Regions from separate parts of the Mus musculus genome. Here region 2 is linked to region 1. The links are chromatin contacts, called in public HiChIP or PLAC-seq maps. All regions are on one chromosome and are shown on one strand. The core of a region is the stretch at or near the end of the contact, and the rest is flanking DNA. Distances in the headings are between cores, read along the strand shown. Region 1 has its middle 65 kb from the start of Slc7a1. Region 2 holds the start of 4930505K14Rik (RIKEN cDNA 4930505K14 gene).

Evidence for each region. HiChIP or PLAC-seq counts read pairs in DNA pulled down with a chosen protein or histone mark.
Region 2: a contact with region 1 is called in a FOXA1 HiChIP or PLAC-seq map of pancreatic cancer cells. The contact joins the promoter of 4930505K14Rik here to the enhancer-like site in region 1. A contact is called at or near these places in 3 of 39 promoter capture datasets (the 3T3-L1 cell line, HPC-7-derived erythroid cells and hippocampal neurons), 14 of 484 Hi-C or Micro-C datasets (B cells, Th1 cells, bone marrow-derived macrophages and 9 more) and 1 of 115 datasets of contacts at active chromatin or transcription factors (pancreatic cancer cells).

The regions. Positions count from the first base shown.
Region 1 is chr5:148,462,162-148,467,415 of GRCm38.p6, reverse strand. No RefSeq gene overlaps it. Among named protein-coding and RNA genes, the nearest start is that of Slc7a1, 65 kb to the right of the region's middle. Within about 2 kb of position 2,850, at least 23 of the 459 cell types and tissues checked have an H3K27ac peak or open chromatin away from gene starts, as enhancers often do. A contact at or near this core is called in pancreatic cancer cells, where this site is marked.
Region 2 is chr5:148,776,018-148,781,271 of GRCm38.p6, reverse strand. It overlaps 4930505K14Rik (RIKEN cDNA 4930505K14 gene), which reads right to left and starts at 3,309. Exons shown (of 3, transcript NR_131106.1): 1 at 3,051-3,309; 2 at 836-904.

The DNA of each region.
Region 1 (5,254 bases), core at 1,601-4,100:
TAGAGTAAGCACTTCTTGTGTCTCTAAAATAGGTCTGACTTGGTGTCTCCTCCCAAAGCTGAGAGGAGAAAGCCTTTTGCCTGAGGAACAAAAGCAACCTTAAGATGCAAGCCTTTAGGGACCTGCGGCTGAAATAAATTTACATTTTCTTTCATTGAGCCCCAGGCATTCTGGGACTCAGAGAGGCCAGGGTAGCTTCTGGGGAGGTGGCAGCGGTAGCCCCAGGGAGGTCAAACACTGAGGCTCTTTCTAGCTGACTGGGAATTGGCGCAGCTGGATCCCACCCTCAGGATATTGGAGGAGGTTGGGCCTCGGTCCAATCTGCAGGAAAGACTGGTTTTTCTCAGATGAACACAGGTGTGTGGAATTTTTTGTGCAAATGATACCAGGCGGTTGCTGTGGGCGTGGTTCGTCCCTGGTGGCCTTTGGGCCTTTGAAGTCCATGCTAAACCCACAAATGCAGGGAGCATTGGCCCTTTGCTCACAGCAGGTATCGCTAAGGGCACCGCTTGAGGTCACTTTCTTCTCAGAGACTGTGCCACCTCTCCTCAGACCACTTGCTTTTTTTGGTCTCCTCCCTCTCCATGTCTGGATTGAAATTTGGGGCACCTTTGGCCTGTTTCCAGTTCTCCCAAAGCTCACCTCTGAATTCAATCGGTCCCAGGATGAGGCAAGGTCAGCCGTCCCGTGAGGGCGCTGTTTTTACTGTGCCGCTTTTGCTGAGCGGTGTCCTAAAGCTGGCGCATGTGTGTCCTAGAAGCCGAGGAAGCTCAGGTTGCTGCTTTTATGCCAACCGAGCTCAGAGTGGAACAGTGTGTATTGCTGGACTTTCGTGGGCCAGTCAACATTTGAATAAAGACACAGAGACATTATGGGTTAAAAAAGCTTAAGCACTATAGCAAGGTTACCTCCCAGCTAGCTCTAACAAACCATGTTTATTTTAGTCCATGTCTGCTACGTTACCTCTCTCACAGGAGGCATGTCCCATCTCCTCCGTGTGACACTGGTAAATCCTCCTGCCTCAGCTTCTTCTCCCAGAGAGCCTCTCTTAGACCAGAAGTCCCGTCTTCCCTATCCTGCCCAGCTATTGGCCGTCAACTCTTTGTTGAAGCCAATCAGAGAATTCCTTGGGCAGATGACAGAGACACACCTTCACACAATGTTCCCCCAACAAGAGTCATTGCCCTAGCTCTTAGCTCCTCCTACCTTCCTTCTCATTGACTAGAATTCACACATCCTTGGTCTGTGATTCTTCAGACTGCTTCTTGATTGGCATCCATCATTCTGCGCTTGCTGTGCCCAGCTAGTTCTGTCTCCTCACTCTGAGATGTCACAAGTACTCCCGGAATAAATTCTAAATCTGTTACCCGGGATAGCACGGCTTTAGTGAACAGAGAGATGCTGGTGGTACTGATATTATACACACATGCCTGCAGGAACACACAGTTTAGTGGCTCCAAGATCAGCTTGTTGGATAATGTTGGAGTCTCTATTCTCTAGGCTTAATGTCTTCCCAGATCCTCCTGGCAGATCATCCTGAAACTTCCAAAATCTGTTCCAGCACAGCTTGGAACCCTTGCCAGTTTCTGCCTTTGTATCCATCTTGGTGGCTCCGGAGCCTGCTTGGCTTGTGCCTCTGTCTGCATGTCTATGTCCCACTGAAGACCTCTGGGGACAGAAAATGGTACAATTGCACCTTTCTCCACGATCCTGGCTTTGCTGATACCCCTACCAAACCCTTTCCATGGAGACTCTATCACCAAGGCCTTAGTGAATAAGCCCCTGCTCTCTGTGGCTCCAACATCACCAACACACTGGACCAGCCAAGTGTCATTGACCTCTGACTCTCTCCACTTCCTTTTTTTTTTTTTTTTTTTTTTTTTTTTCGAGACAGGGTTTCTCTTTATAGCCCTGGCTGTCCTGGAACTCACTTTGTAGACCAGGCTGGCCTCGAACTCAGAAATCCGCCTGCCTCTGCCTCCCGAGTGCTGCGATTAAAGGCGTGCGCCACCACGCCTGGCTATCCACTTCCTTTTTAGGTAAACAACATTTCATGGTTCCCTCCAAGATACACAGTTCTGGGCCCAGTGCCTAAGTGGTTTTGTGTGGTGGACGGATGAGGTCCTGAGTGAGAGAATATTGACTGGAGCCCAGCCATGTCAAGGACTCCAGTGCCTCAGACCCCTGGGGGTGACTAGGTCTTCTCCTGGTCCAGTACAGATGTGGACAGCATGCACCATACACATCAACCGCAGCTTCTTTCTCCAGAATGACTGCAGCCTGAGGCTGCTCCCTACAGAGACCTCCTACAGAGATTAGCTAACCTGCTCCTCAGGATATATAAGGAACATACTGGGTTTCCTGGCCATTGGTACAGCTCTGTTAGTGCCCAGCACCCACCCGATCTCAGTGTGGCTTCGTTCCCTGTCACCCCTATAAGGGCGATCCGAAAGCCTTGCATGTTGTAGCAGTCCTGGGCAGGTTCTTCACTCTCCAGTGGTCTGTACTCTCTCCTTAGAGAACTAGGGAAGACAACACTGGTTTATATGAGAAACATGTTGTATACCCTCAGCATGTGCCAATCACTGCCACCCACCTCTTCCCAGGCCAAAGGAGCGGTTGTCATAGAGGTGTGTGCTGGGTGGCTCCCATGGCGCTGACAATCTGGCCAGCACATGCACCACACAGCAGTGTTTACTTTCCAGTGTCAGCCTGGGAGTTCGCGTGTGTAAGATTTATTTGTGTTCCTTTATACTGTAGCTCTGACATTTGGGTCTTGGGGTATTATTAGCAAAGAACACGATTTCCTCATTCCATCTGAATCATGAAGGAAGCATTTCTCTGGGTCTGTCCCTACTAGGCTCTGCTGATCCCGTAGATTTGACTAGTCACGGAAATAAAACTATCTACCCAACATCAGCCCAGGACGAGAAATCTTTTTCAGAGAGCATTTTTTTTTTCTCAGTGGAAAATTTCAGAGGAATCCGTCTGTGCTGCAGGGTGCTCACACCATCTCCCCCCACTGAGGTCACACCTCCCCATGCCCAGGCACGGTCCCCCTGTGGTTTAGGCCCCACTCTGTGCAATTACAATGCTTATCTTTATGGTCCGAGCATGTGTTGTATTCATGCTCTGGGCCCATGATTCCCAACTCTCCTGCAAGCCCATTCAGGACCAAACTTTCATCCTTTTTGCATCCCTAGAATTTAGTATCTGGAACTATTTGTGACTGAGTTTCTATGTGGAGACAGGCACAGCGTATTTACTCAGCGTATGACCCAGCTGCTGGCTTGTCATGTGACTTCTAGGAAACCATGCAAGCTTATTCTGCCAACTCTAGGATGAGGTGAGTAAGCTTCGCCTCCCAAAGAAAGCCATTGCACGGTAGATGTAGATGTGAGCCCTCTGAGATGTACAAACTCACTGATGAATTCTTTCCAAACTGAGCAGTCTGCATGCATTCACACTATAGGAATAGCCTGAATGCAAAACAAGCCAGAAATAGCCCGAATGGGAAGCTGGTTAAATAAGCTGTGCTGTATCTATACAGCAAAGAGGGGGAACGAACTATGGATATCCATACAACATGGGTGGAAATCCAACTGCTGAGTAAAAAACTGTTCTTGAAAGATAGCACTGAGACAATGTGGATGCAGGAAAGGTAACACTAGCGAGGAGTTTCTGGGGATTCCTGAAAAGGTGGGATGCTAAAAGACAGTGGGAGGGATCCTGGATGCCGGGATACTAACTGTACAATGAATGATAATATCTGGTTGTGGATGGCAATATATGGGTTATCGATAGCAATATCCCAGGCATTGTGACATTGATCCCTCGGTATTATTTCTTGCAGATGGAGAAATTGTTTTTTTAAGCTTTTTTTAAAAATAGGTTTATTTATTATTATGTCTAAGTACACTGTATCTGTCTTCAGATGTACCAGAAGAGGGCATCAGATCTCATTACGGATGGTTGTGAGCCACCATGTGGTTGCTGGGATTTGAACTCAGGTCCTTTGGAAGAACAGTCAGTGCTCTTAACTGCTGAGCCATCTCTCCAGCCCCAGATTGCAAATTTGTACAAGTCTCAGAACTGAAACTTTAATTCAAAGACACACAGAGGAGTTATCTGGTCAGAGCAGAAGTTATAAATCACCAATTTAAGCTTACTGATTCCCCGATCATACCAGCTCATCGATCTGCTTTAGTTTAGTTGCTTTTATATGTCACAGTTCTCATCTATGACTGAATTGGACACTGGGAATCTCAAGACCACAAAATGGGAGGTCAAAGAACTGAGGTTTGGATTCCTGAAGCACAATCTACTCCAGTGTGACAGTCAGGATTTGGATGGAGACTCCTCTGGACATGATACACTACTAAGTATCAAGAGCATACAAGTCCAGGGTTCCTTTGGGGGCAAGGGAAATGTTCTGGAATTAGATATTGGTTATTGTTGAAAAGGATCTGTGGCTATTCAGCCATCCCTCCACATCCACAGATTCAACCAACCACTGCGCAAACATTTGTATCGATCATTTGCAGACGTTTCTCTTGTTATTAGTCCATGAACAAAAGACTGTATGCTTAGTAGTCCCACTTCATTAGGCAGTGTGTGTAATCTGCAGATGATTTAAGATCTAGGAGGGTATGTGTGCATCAGCTCTACGCAAAGAGCTGGCTGTTTTCTAATAAGGAGCCTCACTTTCTTGGACTTGGGTACCATAAAAGTTCTAGAACCAATCTCCTGAAAATAGCAAGGTACAATTGTACTATTAAAAAAACTTATTGGAAGGATGAATCTCATAGTGGGTAACTTCCATCTCCGTTTTCCCCACCTTTGGAGGGGGCGTGGTTTCGAGGCAGGGTTTCTCTGTATAGCCTCTGCTGTCCTGGAACTCTGTAGACCAGGCTGGCCTTGAACTCATAGAGGTCCACCTGCCTCTACCTCTCAAGTGCTGGGATTAAAGGCATGTACTACCACCACCCAGCCCACCTCCATTTTTAAAATCCCTCCTTCCCCCATGGTCTGGAAGTAAGCAATGGACCCCTGACTGGGGCAAGAAAGCCTTTAAAGAAGAGTTGGCTAAATAAAAGTGGGGATGATGATAAGGATGCCAGGTGACAGGATGGTCACTCAGGAGAGGACTGTCATAGGCATTGAACCTGCTGTCACTGAACCTGAGGTGACAGCAGCTCACAGGGAAAGATGGATTTCATGCTGGAGGCAGGGCCACAGGAGATGAGCTAGCTCA
Region 2 (5,254 bases), core at 2,060-4,559, 310 kb before region 1:
AGCTTCTGGCCTTCTGGCTAGACTCCGCCTCACAGTTACCTAGCAACAGCAAGATAACACAGCCCACTATAAGAGGGGCTGCTTGGCCCCTCCTCACTGTCTTAAGCTTTTACTTTCTTTGCTCTTTCTCTAAGCTTTTACCTCTCTCTCTCTCTCTCTCTCTCTCTCTAAGCCTTCACCTTTCTTACTCTCTTACTCTCTTTCTCTCTTTCCCTTCCCCCTTCTCTCCTCTTGGCCATGGCCGGTCTCTCTCTCTCTCTCTCTCTCTCTCTCTCTCTCTCTTCTCTCTTTCCTCCTGCCTTTCTACAATAAAGTTCAGACTGTCTCTGTTCATCAAGGCAAAAGACATCTGCCTGCGTGGGAACCACCCAGCACCCCCATCTCCCCCTGCCCTCTTTCCTTATCTCCGAGGCCTAGTGCTGCCCTGCGGCCCCTATTCTGTTCTCAGCTCCTCTGCTGTATCCAGCATGGGATGCCAGAGACTGAGAACCTGGTACGGGGGCTGCCCCTTGTCCACCCCACGCCGTGTCGGGTCAGTGGCTTCACACAGCCAGATGCCCACGGGGGGGGGTGCGTGGAAAGCATCTGGCAGTCCTCCCACATCCCCCCCACCCCCCACCTAGAGCACCGGAACTCTGGTGAGACGCAGGCTCTCTCTCCCCTACTCCCCTCTTCCCCTACACCCACAGCCCCACAATCCAAGGATTTAAAAATTTTAAAAACCACCTTAAAATAGAAGAAAGCAAAAGCCAGTACAGATAAACAAATGCACTCATAGACTGGTGAAGAGAGATCGTAAACACGGAGTCTATCTGGAACTCCAACGAGCACTTACCAATGCCTCAGTTTGTAAAGGCCCCGAATACCAGAGACGCATATATCCCAGTAGATCCCAGGCAGACATCTGAAATGGCAGAACAGGACAAAGAAGCCCCAGGGACCAGGAGACTACAGAGAGCCTCTGATCCTTTCTCCCATCAAAGCAAAACATCATGCCTGTCTGTCCAGCTGGCAGAATTGTGAAGTTTCACGACACTTCATTGCTGGTGAGCCTGGGTCAGTGGCGGACGCATGCAAGCTCTGTGAAGTTTGGTACCTGTGAGCAAGCTGGAGCGGGGCTTTCTCTACCTGCTGAGCTTTGGAAGCCAGATCTCTACCCTGTTTTGGTCTTTACTCTGCCACCGCCATGACACTAACTGGAATTCAGGACAGTGTGTGGAGGCGGCAAATGGCAGTGGTGACTGGACCGGTGACTCGCAGCTGTCTAAGCTTGTTGCCTGTGTGAGTTTGAGAGGCAAATGTTAAGAGCTTGTGGACTCTTTCACAGCAGCCTAGAGCACTGATGTGGGTCCTTGAAGGCAAGCTCAGCTTTTGGATCTAGATCAGTCTCCTCTTTACATCCTGATTGGCTAGAGTATTAGGGGCTACCTCAGCCATGAAGCTGTTCTGCTGCTTCCTCTCCAGGGTAGACAGAACTAGCTTCCAGAACCTTCCTCCTGGAAGCTGATCTTGTCACAGTGTTACATTTAATGAACACCACCGTGTATAACAATATTTTTTTTAATGCAAGGAACCTGGGCTGGCAAGATAGCTTAGCGGTTAAGAGCACTGACTGTTCTACCGAAGGTCCTGAGTTCAAATCCCAGCAACCACATGGTGCGTCTGATGACGGCTACAGTGTAGTTAATTATAATAATAAATAAACCTTTGGGTCAGAGTGAGCAGGGACTGAGCGAGCAGAGTTGACTGGAGCAAGCAGAGGCCCTAAAAATTCAATTTTCAACAACTACATGAGGACTCACAACCATCTGTACAGCTACAGTGTATATATATATATATATATATACATATATATATATATATTTGTATGTATATGTATATATTAAAATATATATTATATATATATTAAAATAAATAAATCTTTAAGTCCAAGTAACCCAGAAATTATATATATATATACATATATATATATGTAACCCAGAAATATATATATATTAAAATAAATAAATAAATCTTTAAGTCCAAGTAACCCAGAAATTCTACTGCCAGAGATGATTCTGGAACTTTCCATAAGAGCATGTAAGGCAGGTGTCTGTGACAGTACTGTTGATGTCACAAATGTCCCACCCCTCCATCAACAGAAATGGCACTAAATAAACCATCTTGTTCTTACATGTGTTTTTACATATATGTATATGCAGTGTGTGTGTGCTTGTGTGTGCATGTCTGTGGAGGCTGGGATTGGCATATATCTCCATCTATCACTCTCTCTTCCTTATATATTGAGGTGAGGGCTCTCACTGAACCTGTAGTTCACTATTGAGGGTAGTCCAGCTGGCCACCTTGCTTTCCCCGGGTGAGGTGGCCACCCCATGTAGCTTTTCTGTGGACTCTAGGTATTTGAACTCTGGTCCCCAATACTTCTAGGGCAAGCACCCAACCTGCTGAGCCACCCTCCTTGTCCTCTTATGACTTTTGGAAAAAATTTTAATCATTTCATTTGCCGTGATAGAGACCCCAAAGTTTCCATAGGATGAACAATTCACACAGTATCAACAGGGGCACTCCCTGTGGTGGTTTGACGGAGAACGCCCTCCATGGGTTCAGTATTTGAACGTGTGGTCCCTAGTCGGAAGAGATGTTCTGGTAGATTTGGAGAGGTTTGTCCTTGCTGGAGGAAGAATGTCACTGAAGGCCAGCTTTAAGGTTTCAAAAGCCTTGATCCATTCCCACTGAGCTCTCTGTTTCCTGCCTGTGGTTTAAGCTGTGAGCTCTCAGCTCCAGTGTCCATGTCTGCCCACTGCCAATCTTCCCTGCTGTGTTGATGATGGATCTTACACCTCTGGAACCATAAGTACAAATAAATCCTTCCTTCTCTAAGGCACCTTGGTCCGGGTGTTTTATCACAGCAACAGAGAAGTAACAAAATGTGCATCTTTTTCATAAAAACGTAAAGCAAGTCTTGGTAAATGTAGAATTTTTTTTTCCAATGGAAAATGTACTGTAATTCCTAAGCAGAGACATTCTAGAGAAGGGGGAAGAGCTCTCACCTTCCAATCGACACTCTTCCATGTTGTCAGGTCAGGTTGTGGAGAGCTGGGGTCCTGGGGTGGAATACTGGAAACCGGTCTCTTTGTGGTTGGGGCTAAGAAACAAGATGGAAACTTCTAGAAGACAGGCCCTCTCTTCCCTGGCTCGGCTGGTGAGAAGATATGATGACTGAAGGGCTCAATGTGTTGGTACACGTGAAACAAGACCCCCCAGTCATGTAGTAGAAGATGCGCTCAGGGGTGTCCAGGGTGGTGTGGTGATAGCCACACTGGCGTATGACATCACAAGGCAGGATGGCACTGTCTGTGATGGATAGCAACAGGGACCCTGTGACATCACTGGTCTACACCCAACCCAAAGGCTCACTGAACTCCTCAGTTATGAAGCCAATAAATGCTCTGTGTTGTTTAAAGCCGCCTGGGCTGCATCCGTCACTCGAAATATTCACCTGACTAGTGAACCTCCATCGAGTCAGACAAGCCGAGCGCCTCACAGCCCTGAGATGCCTAATGTATAAGATGCTTAATGATGTTTCTGAGATAAACCCTGCCTGTCACCCTGGGTTGTATCTGATTGCCCACTATATCTCTACCTCTAGAAATGAACTGTCAACTGAAGAAGTGTGTCCTTGAGGGACGCTCTCTCTGTTAGCGTGAGAAAGATGCTTTGCCTCGACGCTTCATCACGGAAGCTGTCTTATTTCGACACACTGCGGATGAGGTCTACACCCTGCATGAGCTAGGCGGGAGCTCTGCTACTTAGCTCGAGCCTCAGTCCAGTCATGCCACTCTTGAATAAATTTAGTTACAGTGGGTTGATTCACTGAACAAACCCGGATTATCTGTTAAATTGCAAGAGATGTCTCTTGATATGCCTCGACCTGTTGTAACTAAATTTATTCAGGAGTGGGTTTGTTTGGTGAATCATTGATTTGACAAATATGTGTTGAAGGCGCAGCATGAGCCCGCGCCTCATCGGGAGCTGGGTCCAGACACAGTGGCCAGCGCTGCAGGCACGTTCTTGGCTCCGTGAAGTTAGCAGCTAAAACAACAAGCAATAGCCGCACAGTTATAGACTCAGATAAGTGTGTGAAGAATAGTACTGGGTGGATAGAGAACACAGAAGGGCTTTCTCATTTCTGTATAAAGGTTAAGGCTCACCCAGGAGGATGACTCAAAGCTGAGAGTTGATGGATGAGCTGCTGTTAATGGGGCAGAACGGTGATATGAATGTTCTAGGCAGGAGACACTCATGAGCAAAGGCCCTGGGGCACAGAAGAGCTTGGCTGATGACAGAGCCTGAAGCTATCAGTGTAGCCCATGGGGTGATTGACAGAGCCAGTACAGGGACTCTCTCTCTCTCTCCCTCTCTCTCTCTTGGTTTTTTGAGACAGGGTTTTTCTGTGTAGCCCTGGCTGTCCTGGAACTCACTTTGTAGACCAGGCTGGCCTCGAACTCAGAAATCTGCCTGCCTCTGCCTTCCAAGTGCTGGGATTAGGGCCACCAACGCCTGGCTGGGGAGCCTCTCTTAAGGAGTCCATAATTCATGTCTAGAGAAAGGGTACCACTGAAGGTGGTGCCATAGAGCAATGCAGTGGCTTTCGTAGAGAAAGGAGACTCACAAGGCTGAGGACAGAAACCATCATTGGTTAGGGGTGTGGCAGAAATGAGGTGGGCTGTGGGCTCAGACAGTGGCTGCAGGGGAGAGAGTCGGGAACATTTGAGACACAACTTTGAAATGGAATCTATGAGACGTAGGGGACAGTTTGTGTGTGTCTGTCTCTGAGTCTGGTGTGATATCTCACTGTGTGTGTCAATGTGTCTGGTGTGATGTCTCTGTGTGTGTGTGTGTGTGTGTGTGTGTGTGTCTGGTATGTGTCTGTGTGTCTGGTGTGGTATCTGTCTGTGTGTCTATGTGTCTGGTATGGTGTGTGTGTGTGTGTGTGTGTGTGTGTGTGTGAGTGAGTGAGTGAGAGAGAGAGAGTGTGTTTCTATGTCTCTGTGTGGTGTGAGTCTGTGTTTCTATATATGTGTGTGGTGTGTTTGAGTATGCCTGTGTGTCTATGTTTGATGTGGTCTCTCCTTGTGCAAGTGTATATTTCTCTCTCTCTCTCTCTCTCTCTCTCTCTCTGTGTGTGTGTGTGTGTGTGTGTGTGTGTGTGTGTGTGTGTTTGTGTGTAGCTGGAGGGAATTCCATGGAGGAC